Linked DNA regions of Mus musculus: regions 1, 2 and 4 are each linked to region 3. The links are chromatin contacts, called in public Hi-C and HiChIP or PLAC-seq maps. All regions are on one chromosome and are shown on one strand. The core of a region is the stretch at or near the end of the contact, and the rest is flanking DNA. Distances in the headings are between cores, read along the strand shown.

Region 1 (2,700 bases), core at 194-2,693, 250 kb after region 3:
GAAGTGGGTCCCCCAGGCTCTGGAGCTGGTTAGAAGCAGAAGGAGTAACTGAAAGAGTAACTATGCAGTCTTGAGTTAGGGCAACAGCCAATTCTAGCATTGTACGTAGAACTAGAAGTATACGTGATAGACAAGGTACAGTCTCTGTCGTCAGCCAAAGATAAGACAGGCCAAGCTATGCTCTCCAACCTTGGCAAGTTCACTTGCAGCTCTTTTCCTAAGCTATAAAAGGGCTCACACCACACAGCAAGGCTATCATGGGCATTAAAGACAAACACAGATGAGTTGCCCAGCACACATTACTGCTCACAGCAGTGGGAGTCATTAGAGTAGAAATGTCCACGGTGGAAATCTGTCCCTTTCAATGGTAGGCAGACAGCCACAGAAAGGGGCTGTGCTGGGCACTGTCTCTGAGTTTTTTGATAGACAAACACTTAGGTCCCTGGAACTGTGTTAATGGTTCAGGGGGGTCCTCCCCCTTGTCCTTTGTGAATTTTGTCCTAACTGGGCCAGGGCTTCCGGATTCATCAGAAGGGGAGCCAATGAACATGTGAAATGTCCATCTTCCCAAAAGATTGGGACTAGTGACCAGGCCACTAATTTGCATCCTGTCACCCATGCATTTAACAGATATTTAAGTACCTACCTCTTGCTGGGCACTAGGCTTGGTGCTAGGGATGTAGCAGTAGATAAATAAAATGCTGGTCCTCACAGAGCTGGTGTTCTAGAGAGTTCTAATACTCTAAAGGAAACTAGGGTGTGGCTGATGTCAAGCCCCCAAACCCTGTGCTCAGAAGGCCCTTCTTGGTCCCCCTCTCCCCTTTCCCTTCCCCTTCCCCTTCCCCTTCCCCTTCCCCTCTCCCCTTCCCCTTCCCCTTCCCCTTCCCCTCTCCCCTTCCCTTTCCCCTTCCCCTTCCCTCCAGCTCCCTACCACTACGACAATTGGCATGCTCCCCCTCTAAAGCATGCATCTTTAACTGGGGAAGCTAAACTCAAATGGCATTTGTGTTTAGAGACAAGCAATCTGATTCAACGATGAAGAAATTATAGACATCTTCTCTAAATTATGCCTCTACTCTGATTAAGCTGTGTGAGTGTGTGCATGTCTGTATGTGTGTGTGCATGTATGAGTGTGTGTGTGTGTGTGTCTGTGTGTATGTATATGTGTGTGTGTGTGTGTGTGTGTGTGTGTGTGTGTGTGTGTGTTACAGTGATGTATTTCTTTAAACATAGCTGGCCTGCCTTGGAAAGGGTTTCTCACCTCCTCACCAGGGCTTTAGGGAGTGTCTTTTTAGCAAACTGCACCCCAGCCCCACCTCTTTTATCAGTTGATTTCAGCTGTGAAAAGAAAGAAAAGAACCTTAGGTTTGTTTAGTGCAGGCCCTTGTCTGCAGCCAACAGGGAGAACAGGATTGGAAACTAGAGGAGGCTGAGCTGGGTTCAATGGTTAACCAGCGAGATTAATAAATGGCAGAAGGCGGAAACAGCCAGTGAGTACAGAGGCAAGAAGAAATGTCCCCTTGTAGTTCAAAGGCCAAGGAAAGTTTACCTAGATCTGGGGGACCTGTGGTTAAAAGGGCTTAGGGAGCCAGCTCTCCTCAGACTCCAGGCTCAACCATTGCCTGTCAGGAGCCTCAGCTGGCTCCTCTCAGAAGCTCAGCAGGCTGACCCTGAGCCAGACAGAACCCAGGCAGACTGCCCCTACCACTGGAGCCTCAGGCTCTACTCAAGACCACAGGCTTCTCCCAGGAGACAGGCTCCTGGTCTTCTAGCTGGCTCTCAGGCATAGCTCAGATCTTCAGATAGTGAGCTTTGGGCCAGGAGAACTTTTGGCAGAGAAAAATCAGAAGAAGACATTTCCATTTTCTGCCCTGATTCCCTTAGGGTGTTTTGGCAAATAGTCTCTTCTCCCCGTGCCTCAGCCTCTCTGGTGGTGTAGTTACCCAGCTCTTTTGCTTTTAAGGATCAGGTATTAACTATTTTCAGCTCTAGCCCACACAGCAGCTGTCTGCCTCAGCTACCCAACTCTGCCATTGAGGCGTAAAAGCAGCCAGAGGTGATATTTAATAAATAGCTGAAGGTATGTATCACTAAAACTTTATTTGCAAAACAGGTAGAAGACCGGGTTGCCAGAACTCTCAAAAATTAAATGATCTTAGATTACCTTACAGAGAGAAAATGGGGGCCCACTGATATAGCATGCTGCAAGCTACCAGACTACGTTAACGGTGGGACTGAAACTGGAGTCCAAGTGGCCTGTCTTTGGTTTACTATGGCTTCAAATTCTTCCAAAGGTAGAACCCAGCTAATTTTGTCTTGTGCTAATTGATCCTGGGAGTCACTCTCTCAGTGTGACTTGGAGTGGGGCAGAGCACTCTCACTCTCGGGCTGATTCAGAGGGACTTTTTTATGCATTGAGGATGCAGACCATGAGCTAAGGAACACTACAAGAAAAAGGGGAGGTGGTAGAGAATGTCGCACGCCTCCCTCTGAACGTGAGGAAATTGTAGCTAAGAGGAGGGTCCTTCCTATATATTCCACCTTTGATGTTACAGGTCCATGTCTATACTTACTCACCTCCATGTCCCACAGCCGTGACTGCGGATGGAGGGAGCGCTGTCAGGATATTCTCTTCCGGTGTCAAAATATTTTACTCACTGGGTTCTTCCTGGATAGACTCTCCATCCTGATCTTCAGTGG
Region 2 (2,700 bases), core at 197-2,696, 200 kb after region 3:
TCATCTATTCAAATGCTATCTTAGCCTCTCACCAATTTCGTCACTAAAATGTAGTTTCCCAAATGTCAAGTTTGTCCTATTGAACACCAGCACCAAGCTCTAAGCCTCTTGGAGAACACACAGCTTATTATCTAGTTTTCTTGTCTGTAAGTCACAAGAAAACCTTTTTCATAAGCATAAGGTGACTAGATGAAGCCTTCCCCTTACTGTGATGTTTATATTTTCAATGTTAAAATGAAATCTCTGAGACACCAGACACATGGCACCCAGATGAAGCCTGGTTATCTGGATGTGGGGCCACGGGTGCAGTTCAAGGAAGTTTTGGTCACATGCAGCACGCTATAGCCTGGAAATGTGTATCTGCCACAGGGAGACCCCCAGCCCCAAGCTTGCTTCCCTCTTCTTCTCCTCTGACCCCAGCAACCTATGATCCCCTTTGGTGGAAAACCCAGAAATACAGTTCACCTAGGGTGTCTTGTACTGCTGCTAGAACTAACTCTTCTCAGGGGTCTCCCCTTAGGTGGGCCCACTGATGGAGAAAGGGGGAAGCAAGGTAGCAGGACGTTGGGCCCCTGGCCACCTAGTTCTTTAACCAGAGCCGGGGCCCTTTGATCTGTTTCCTATCTGGAGGGAGCTTCCATGTAAACCTATCAAGATCATGGATTACTGCTGCCACCTCCCCTGGTATTATGCCCAGCACCATCTGATCCTCCAGACGGACACACGAAGGTAGGCTGTCCCTCGCAGAGCTGAATCATGAGAAGTAATCTGCCTGACTATCAGTAAGCATTACTACCTGCGAGTCAGACTGGTAGGGAAGATGGTATCTGGGCTAATTTAGCTCTTGTCTCCCTCTCTCCTTCCTTCCCTCTCACTCCTTCTCTCCTTCCCCCTCTCCTTCCTTCCTCCCTCCCTCCCTCCCTCCCTTCCTTCCTTCCTGCTTTCCCTCCTTTCCTCTGGACCCATTCTGGTGTCTTGCCTGGACCAGACCTTCCTGTGGTAGTAAATTCCTTTCACACTTTTGAGTTGTTTCAAAGTGCATTCAGGAGGTGTGCGCGCCTTCCCTCTGGTCTAGACACAATTACAGTAGTCAGAGGAACTGGGCCTGTCTGAGACTCTCACTTGAGTCCACCTGGGCCCATCTGCTGCCGTCGTAAATCTACAGGGAGCCAAAGGTGACTGCCAGAGGGGGCTGCTGCAAGCTTTTCTTGCTACCAGTTGCTCCGAGTCGCCTCTGCCAGGCCCGAGAAGCGCTGACTCAGCAGAACCAGGCTGCCTCTTGGAGACACGGGGCAGGGTGCGAATTTAAAAGCACAGTGCAAGCCTACCACAGAGCAAACGCAGAACAAAAGGTTAATTCCACGGATAAACAGCTCTCGGTGGCGCTCGACCGAGCGTCTGGTTCCCATTTCGCGGTGCCATTCTGCCAGATGCTCTCTCTGCTCACACATCCTGCTAAGGCTGAGATGAAATACAAAACCAGAAAGCTGCAAGCGTTGCTGGCAGCACAGGGTGGCAACATGCGGGGACACAGAAACCTTGGGAAGTGTCTTAGCTGTTCGCAGACCGCACTACCGCAACTGGCAAGTGGGGGCGGGGCGCTTAGATAAGCTAGTAGAGCCTTACTTGCTCAGACTGCTCAGTCTGAGGAATTTTTTTTTTTTTTTTTTTTTTTTTAAAGAAAACGTGAATGCGAACGTCAATAGAGGGGGCATGGATCTCTTCACCATTCCTCGGGTGCACTGATGAAATTTAAGAGATTCAGGCCAGCTGGGCGTGGTGGGGCGCGTCTTTGATACTAGCACTTGGTTGGCAGAGAGAGGAGGATCTCTGTGAGTTCGAGTCCAGCCTGGTTTACAAAGTGAGTCCAGGACAGCCAGAGCTGGTTATACAGAGAAACTCTGTCTCAAACAAACAAACAAACAAAAACGAACAAAAGATGAAAGCCATATGTAGTGACTCTTGCCTGGACAGCCAGGACTTAGGAAGTAGGGGCAGAAAGATCAGGAATTCAAGGTCAGGCTGGTGAGATGGCTCAGCAGGTAAGAGCACTGACTGCTCTTCCGAAGGTCCTGAGTTCAAATCCCAGCAACCACATGGTGGCTCACAGCCATCCATAATGAGATCTGACGCCCTCTTCTGGTGTGTCTCAAGACAGCTACAGTGTACTTACAAATAATGATAAATAAATCTTTGGGCTGGAATGAGCAGGGCTGGAGCCAGCTGGGTCAAAGCGAGTAGAGGTCCTGAGTTCACAAACATCTGTACAGCTACAGTGTACTCATATACATAAAATAAATAAATAAATAAATAAATCTTTAAAAAAAAAAAGTTCAAAGTCGTTGGAGACCTTGTCTCAAAACAAAAAAGTGGAACGGAAGCAAAAGAGTCACGCGAGGCTCGGTCCGCTTTCCCCAGACTAGGAGATCTAGATTCTTTTCTTGTATATCTTCCTTTGTGTAATGTATTATTACAAGTGCCCATTAGTCCCCCTATGAGCAGGCAGGAAGGACGATTCACCATCTTAGGCATTGACTGCATCCTGTATGAAGAGCATCGTGGACCCTCATGTTTCCTTAGCAAAGGACCCAGACTTGATTAACTTTAAATATTCTATAAGACATTAAATGTAAGTTTGCAAATGCACCACGGAGAGTCGTCTATTTGTGTTTTCTGTCCCTGAATCCCAGAGGTGGCTCC
Region 3 (2,700 bases), core at 43-2,542:
CCAAGGCCTCACACATGCTAAATCCTGGCTCTCTCACTGAACAGTCACAGTCCTGTACCCGCACAGTGGATGGCACAGTACTCAGCCCATTACAAGCTGTTGCAGAAACCGGCCACGTACAGAGAGTTCTGCTCTGGCTGTTAAACTGTCACTGGTTCTGTTCTGGGATGCTGCTCTTTTTCATTTTGGCCGTATTTGCACTTTAGCATCAGAGGCGCATGCCTTGCCTGGCCTTGTGGAATCGAGGAATCCCATAGCTACTGTTCTTCATTACAGTGACTGAGAGTGGGCTTCACCTATCACAAAGCAAACTTCCAAATAACGGCTGAGTCGGGGAGTGCAGTGTCCCCCATGTATCATAGGAGTCTTAGGCCTCTGATCTTCTGCCCAGCAGTTGTGAGTCTCCCTATTCAAACAACTGCACACATAGAATTAGAGGGCTGCTTCTAGAAACCCTGGTGAATAGCAACCAGCAAGAGACCATTCTGATTGGTGGTGGAAGTGAAGGGCCAGTGAGGGACAAGTCCCTGAGCAGGTGACTTATTCCAGGAATCCACTAGGGAACAGACAATAAGGAACCACTCCATTCTGGTGACACCAGAGGAACCAAGGGCAGTGACTGCTTCCCAGAGCCCCTTAGTCAGCAGGGTGGGGGGTGGAGGGGGGTGGTGGTGGTGGGGTAAATACAATCCACTCTCAAGGGGAGAAAGCTGGGAGAAATTCATTCCAGTCTTCCTCTGGTATGCACTAGGGAGCTCAAGTGTCCTCTCTACAGAGTTGTGAAGGGCCTTCTGGATGGCTGGGACCACAGGAGAGTGGCATTGTACCTGACTCACTGTCTTTAGCAGGCCAGGCGATCTGAAATTTAGCCCATGTTAATTTCAGCATGTCTGTCCTACCTGGAACACAGGTCTTCCCTCGGCCTTCTCTGTAAGAACTGTGTTCAGAAAAATGGACTAATGTGACTTTGAATTGGTTGGAGAGAGCATCAGCTAGACTTTTATCATACTGGATGTCTGTTAACTGAGAGCAAATTGTGTGTGCTGCTGGCTGGAGGGCACACCGTAGTGGAGAAGCCGAGAGCTAAAAAAACAAAACAAAGCAAAGAACCCTACTTGTTTAGGTGCGGGTGGGCTGTCAGAATAAGGGGTTGTGAGAAAAGGGGAAGGAGTAGGAAGCTAGACAGGAATGCAAAGAAGATGCAGGAGGATGAGGCGAGGCCCGCGGCTGCAGGGAGTGGCCCATTCTGAGGTTGGTTTTGTCACGTGCCTTTGCAGAACCAGCCCACGGAGGGCCATTCTGCTTTGACACGGGCATGGCCCTCTGACAAGGTGGCTCTAGAGAATGAGCCTGTCTGCTCCTCCCCCACCCTCTAATGGGCTCTCCTGGGACTGCAGTGCAGAGCCCCTCCCTCCATGAGGAAGTCAGTGCTGTGAGGTGCAGCAGAACACCTGGGACCCAGTGACAGTGACTTGCTATGCGCCCTCTGGGTAAGTTATTTCTTCTCCCTGGCTCCTTCCTCTTTCAGAACTGGAGAGGACTCCTTGTAGCTATAAAGGTTTGATGGTGATTACTGCAGAACTGCAGTGTGTGTGTGTGTGTGTGTGTGTGTGTGTGTGTGTGTGTGTTAGGCTTGCTGTTTAACAGGGTGCTAAGGTGGCAGGGAAGCCATCCTTCCCTCTCCCCCCCCTCCCCGCCCCCCCCAGCTCCACACGTGTGTGTGTGTGTGTGTGTGTGTGTGTCTCTCATTACTGTCAGGAGGCGTTAAGATGGCCCCATGGAGATGAGAACAAACCCCTTAATTAGGCACTGTTCCCACATCTAGAGAGGAACCAGCCTGGGCCCGGCTGCTCTGGCATTGTGGGGAGCCTAGTCCGTGGGGGCAGGAGGGGGCAGGAGGGGGCAGGAGGGCACAGGAGGGCGCAGGAGGGGGAGGCTGCGGCCAGGGCATCTGAAGGACTCAGCAGGTTTACACTTCGCTGACCTGATGGATGAATGGGGCCCTGTCCACCCACATGGGGTCTGGAATCTTCAATTACGGCAATTACATCAACAGGTCGGAAGGGCAGCACTTTCCACTGAAGAGGTTCAGGGCTTTAAAGAAAAATCCTAAAGCCACCGTTTTCCCTGCTTTCTTTTAAAGGGACTAGGCTGATCAAAGACGACCCCCATCTCCAGTCTAATTGGGCCATAGGTAGAAAAGAAAGACACGGCCGAGTTTTCTGTGAGAGGTGGCTGCCATACGCTCGCTCACCTCTGGACTCCTGGCTCCTCTCCTATTCAGGTTTGTGTTTGTAGACCCTGGTTGCCCATGCTTTGCACTCCGCATCTTTCTGAGGATAAGACCTGGAGCCTTCCCCTCTGAATCTCCCAGCATGCATCGCAGTACAATCAGGATGCGTCTGGACTGAGGTCAGAAGGATGGATGCCATGGAAAGGTCATTTTAGTCTTTCTGATCATGTTTCCCCCTTCAGTAAAATCAGCATACTACTGTCCACCTGTCTTTGCTACAGTCCCAAAGGGTCCAGCTGCAACCACATACCCCAACTAATCCAGCATTTTCTTTTTCCTCAGACACCTGTTAGGTAGTTAAACTGAAGGGAGGTTCTTGCCTCAGCAGCAAATGGGTGGTCCCTGAGAATTTGCTAGAAGTGTAGCTCTTGGGCCTAACTCTAGGTAAGTAGGAATCTGCCTCTTAC
Region 4 (2,700 bases), core at 147-2,646, 170 kb after region 3:
CGAAATGGAGAGAGAGAAGGCAGGAAGAGCCAGGACAAGACCTGTTCCTGATAGGCACACCCCACTGTGACCTGCTCCCAACAACCAGGCCCACCTCCTGACTGTGCTTTCAGTCAGTCAACCCCCGAGGGCCCAGTCACCTTTCAGTAGTCACACTCAGGCAGTGAGCTTTGGGGCCATTCTATAGAATACAGAATACTGTATAGCCATAATTTGTACTCTCACTTATTTGTTTTAAAATTCTAAACTGATTTCTTAACAGGTGTGCACCAGCACTATCATAAGACGGTTGGGACATTCTAGTAAGGAAGATGTGCTACAGTGTGCGTGTGCGTGTGTGTGTGAAGGCACACACGCATGCACATTATGTTACATGAGGGGGAGGAGAAATGCTTTCAGCCTAAGCAGGTAGCTTCCTTGTTTTCTGCATGTGGAGAGTAAACCTTTTGCACAATTTGTGATAAGACAAAGAAGGTTTTAGGAGTAGAATTTTTCAGGCCGGGGGGACAGTAAGTCCAAAGGCCCTGAGGTGGACATTTCTGGGATAGAACCCTCGTAAACACTGAGTCAGCTCACCCAGGAACCCTTAGACGCAAGTCACACTGGTGGGTTCTGCAAACTCACCCTGACTCGGTGATTGAGCATCAGGGAGGGACCCATGGATCCCATTTCTAAGAAAGCGTCCCCAAAGGACTAGAAAACTGGTCTAACCCAAGGACCTAATTTTACAAGTCAGAAAATTTGTGTCCAGAGGAGGAAAGTGATTAAGCCTCTGGCTCACAGCTCAGTAGTGAGAGGCAGGGTAGAGACCACACTCTCATCTCCTAGGGAATTCTCAGTCTCTTCTGCCTGGCCCCACAATAATGACGATGATGATGGTGATGATAGCAATAATAGCAACCGTAATAGCCTGTATTCTTTTCACTCCGAATAGTAGCGCCATTGCACATGTGTTAACTCACAAAGTTCTCACAGTCACTGCATTGTATGCCGAGAGCAGTGAGCTTATTATTTTCATTTTGTTGAAGAGGAAGCAAGGGAGGGTGAAAGCAACGTGCTCAAGGTCACACGGCTGGCATGACAGAGTCAGGCCACCTTCCTGTTGGGTTTGTGGTGCTCAGTAGCCTTATGCTGACCTTGGCAAGGACTTTGAGGTGACCCTGATTACCATCAACAGAACTTCCAGTCCTCGCCCTATACTGGTGGCATCTGGCTGTGGGTCCTGACACTTGTGATCTGAACAGGACTTATTTACCTTCTAGAAACCTCCAGGGATTCGGTTTCTTTTTAATGTCATTTGAAGTCAAGCCGGGTTGAGGCTGCAGAAGGATGAGGCGGTTTGCTTCCTGTCCAATGATGAAAAAGCTCGGGGAAGCACTGAGTCATAGCTACATCCAGGCCACACATCACCGTACCTCCCCGCTGAGGCTGAGAGCGCTGCTGGGTTGTTTATCTCGCTGCTCAGGACTGGAGGGGCTGAAAGACGGAAGACAGTGTGATTTGTCTGCTGCCGAGTAACTATAATTCACAATACGAGTAGCATTATTCCACCAGAGTGCTAGAGGGCACAGGGCCTAGGAGGTTCTGCACAGCTTGTGCCTTCTAAAAGAACAGCAGGGATTTCATGGTATCTGATCGGGTCCTGATTTGATAGGGAATGAGTAAGGAAGGGTGTTCTAGGAGAAAGGGACAGCCTGGGCTAAAGCATAGAAGGACCATGTGGGGGAAGGGAGATGAAGTACACGGGTTAGCACAAATCTAATTCTGTGTATAGCTAGTACATTTCTATGAGCTAACAGGTCATGGTAAGACAAACTCCATGATGCACGCGTACGCATGCACACACACACACACACACACATTTGGCTAGGTTTCTGGATTATCCTAAAGTCACTCAAACAGTAGCGCACAATGCACTTCCCTGAGCCTTATTTCAACACAAAATGGAATGCACTATTCTTCACTAATAACTTTGGTTCTCTCCAAATAGCATAGTGGTGTTTTGTTCCTGTTATTCCTATCATTATCATCATCATCATCATTATTATTGTTGTTGTTGTTATTATTATTAGCGTGGTTGTTTGAATGAGAATTATCCTCTAGGTCTCAGGGATTTGAGCACTTGGCTCCCAGTCTGTGGTGCTGGTTGGACAGGTGTGGGGTAGAGGTGCTTCTTTGCCTCAGGAAGTGTGTCACTGGGGGCAAACTTTGGAATTGGAAGGCATGTGCCACTCTCGGGCTGGGTGGGCAGGCCTGCTGTTGCAGTGTGGAACATCTGGATAGTAGTCACAAAGGGATTGTAACCCTGCAGAAATCAACAGGCTGGCTTACTGCAAGATGGTACAATATTCGAGACTGCAGTTGGGAAAGAAGCCAGAAGAAAGCTTTATGACAACAGAAGGTTGTACCCTAAGAGAGCCCTGGGCCGAACCCTTGAGGCAGCATCAGATCTCACCTAAGGAGCACAGGACAAACTATGAGGAGGGTAAATTCTACCTTGAACCCTATCCGAAAGAGGTTGTTCCGGAAAGGAGAGAGAGAGAGTGGGCAAAGAAGTGATCTTGTAGTTGCGATGTGTGGGCCTGGGCTTAGCTGGTTGTTAGGAAGCTGTTTCTACCTGAATCACAGTAGAAGAATCATTTGCCCTGCAGAACCCTCATTTTATATGAATGCCTATTGGAACCACTGTTGGAATGGCAA

The links. A called contact is a pair of places that touch in the nucleus more often than the background predicts. HiChIP or PLAC-seq counts read pairs in DNA pulled down with a chosen protein or histone mark.
Region 1: a FOXA1 HiChIP or PLAC-seq map of pancreatic cancer cells shows a contact between it and region 3. The contact joins the enhancer-like site here to the promoter of 9030404E10Rik in region 3. A contact is called at or near these places in 1 of 484 Hi-C or Micro-C datasets (liver) and 3 of 115 datasets of contacts at active chromatin or transcription factors (embryonic basal ganglia, extraembryonic endoderm stem cells and pancreatic cancer cells).
Region 2: an H3K4me3 HiChIP or PLAC-seq map of craniofacial prominence shows a contact between it and region 3, with 4 times the contacts expected there. The contact joins the enhancer-like site here to the promoter of 9030404E10Rik in region 3. A contact is called at or near these places in 7 of 484 Hi-C or Micro-C datasets (the G1E-ER4 cell line, the N1E-115 cell line, bone marrow-derived macrophages and 4 more), 8 of 115 datasets of contacts at active chromatin or transcription factors (the SCID.adh cell line, craniofacial prominence, embryonic basal ganglia and 4 more) and 1 of 9 other capture datasets (embryonic tail).
Region 4: a contact with region 3 is called in a Hi-C map of bone marrow-derived macrophages, with 32 read pairs. The contact joins the enhancer-like site here to the promoter of 9030404E10Rik in region 3. A contact is called at or near these places in 2 of 484 Hi-C or Micro-C datasets (bone marrow-derived macrophages and embryonic stem cells) and 4 of 115 datasets of contacts at active chromatin or transcription factors (bone marrow-derived dendritic cells, embryonic basal ganglia, embryonic stem cells and 1 more).

The regions. Positions count from the first base shown.
Region 1 is chr16:29,787,099-29,789,798 of GRCm38.p6, reverse strand. No RefSeq gene overlaps it. Among named protein-coding and RNA genes, the nearest start is that of Gm46567, 25 kb to the left of the region's middle. Within about 2 kb of position 1,443, at least 32 of the 459 cell types and tissues checked have an H3K27ac peak or open chromatin away from gene starts, as enhancers often do. A contact at or near this core is called in extraembryonic endoderm stem cells, liver and pancreatic cancer cells, where this site is marked.
Region 2 is chr16:29,838,202-29,840,901 of GRCm38.p6, reverse strand. The region is part of intron 2 of Gm32679 (a long non-coding RNA gene); the gene reads left to right. Among named protein-coding and RNA genes, the nearest start is that of Gm32679, 10 kb to the left of the region's middle. Within about 2 kb of position 1,446, at least 133 of the 459 cell types and tissues checked have an H3K27ac peak or open chromatin away from gene starts, as enhancers often do. A contact at or near this core is called in the G1E-ER4 cell line, the N1E-115 cell line, the SCID.adh cell line and 6 more, where this site is marked.
Region 3 is chr16:30,038,071-30,040,770 of GRCm38.p6, reverse strand. 9030404E10Rik (RIKEN cDNA 9030404E10 gene) reads left to right here and starts at 1,292. Exons shown (of 4, transcript NR_045878.1): 1 at 1,292-1,490; 2 at 2,144-2,284.
Region 4 is chr16:29,863,952-29,866,651 of GRCm38.p6, reverse strand. It overlaps Gm32740 (a long non-coding RNA gene), which reads right to left. Exons shown (of 4, transcript XR_384792.3): 4 at 591-1,476. Among named protein-coding and RNA genes, the nearest start is that of Gm32740, 4.7 kb to the right of the region's middle. Within about 2 kb of position 1,396, at least 41 of the 459 cell types and tissues checked have an H3K27ac peak or open chromatin away from gene starts, as enhancers often do. A contact at or near this core is called in bone marrow-derived macrophages, where this site is marked.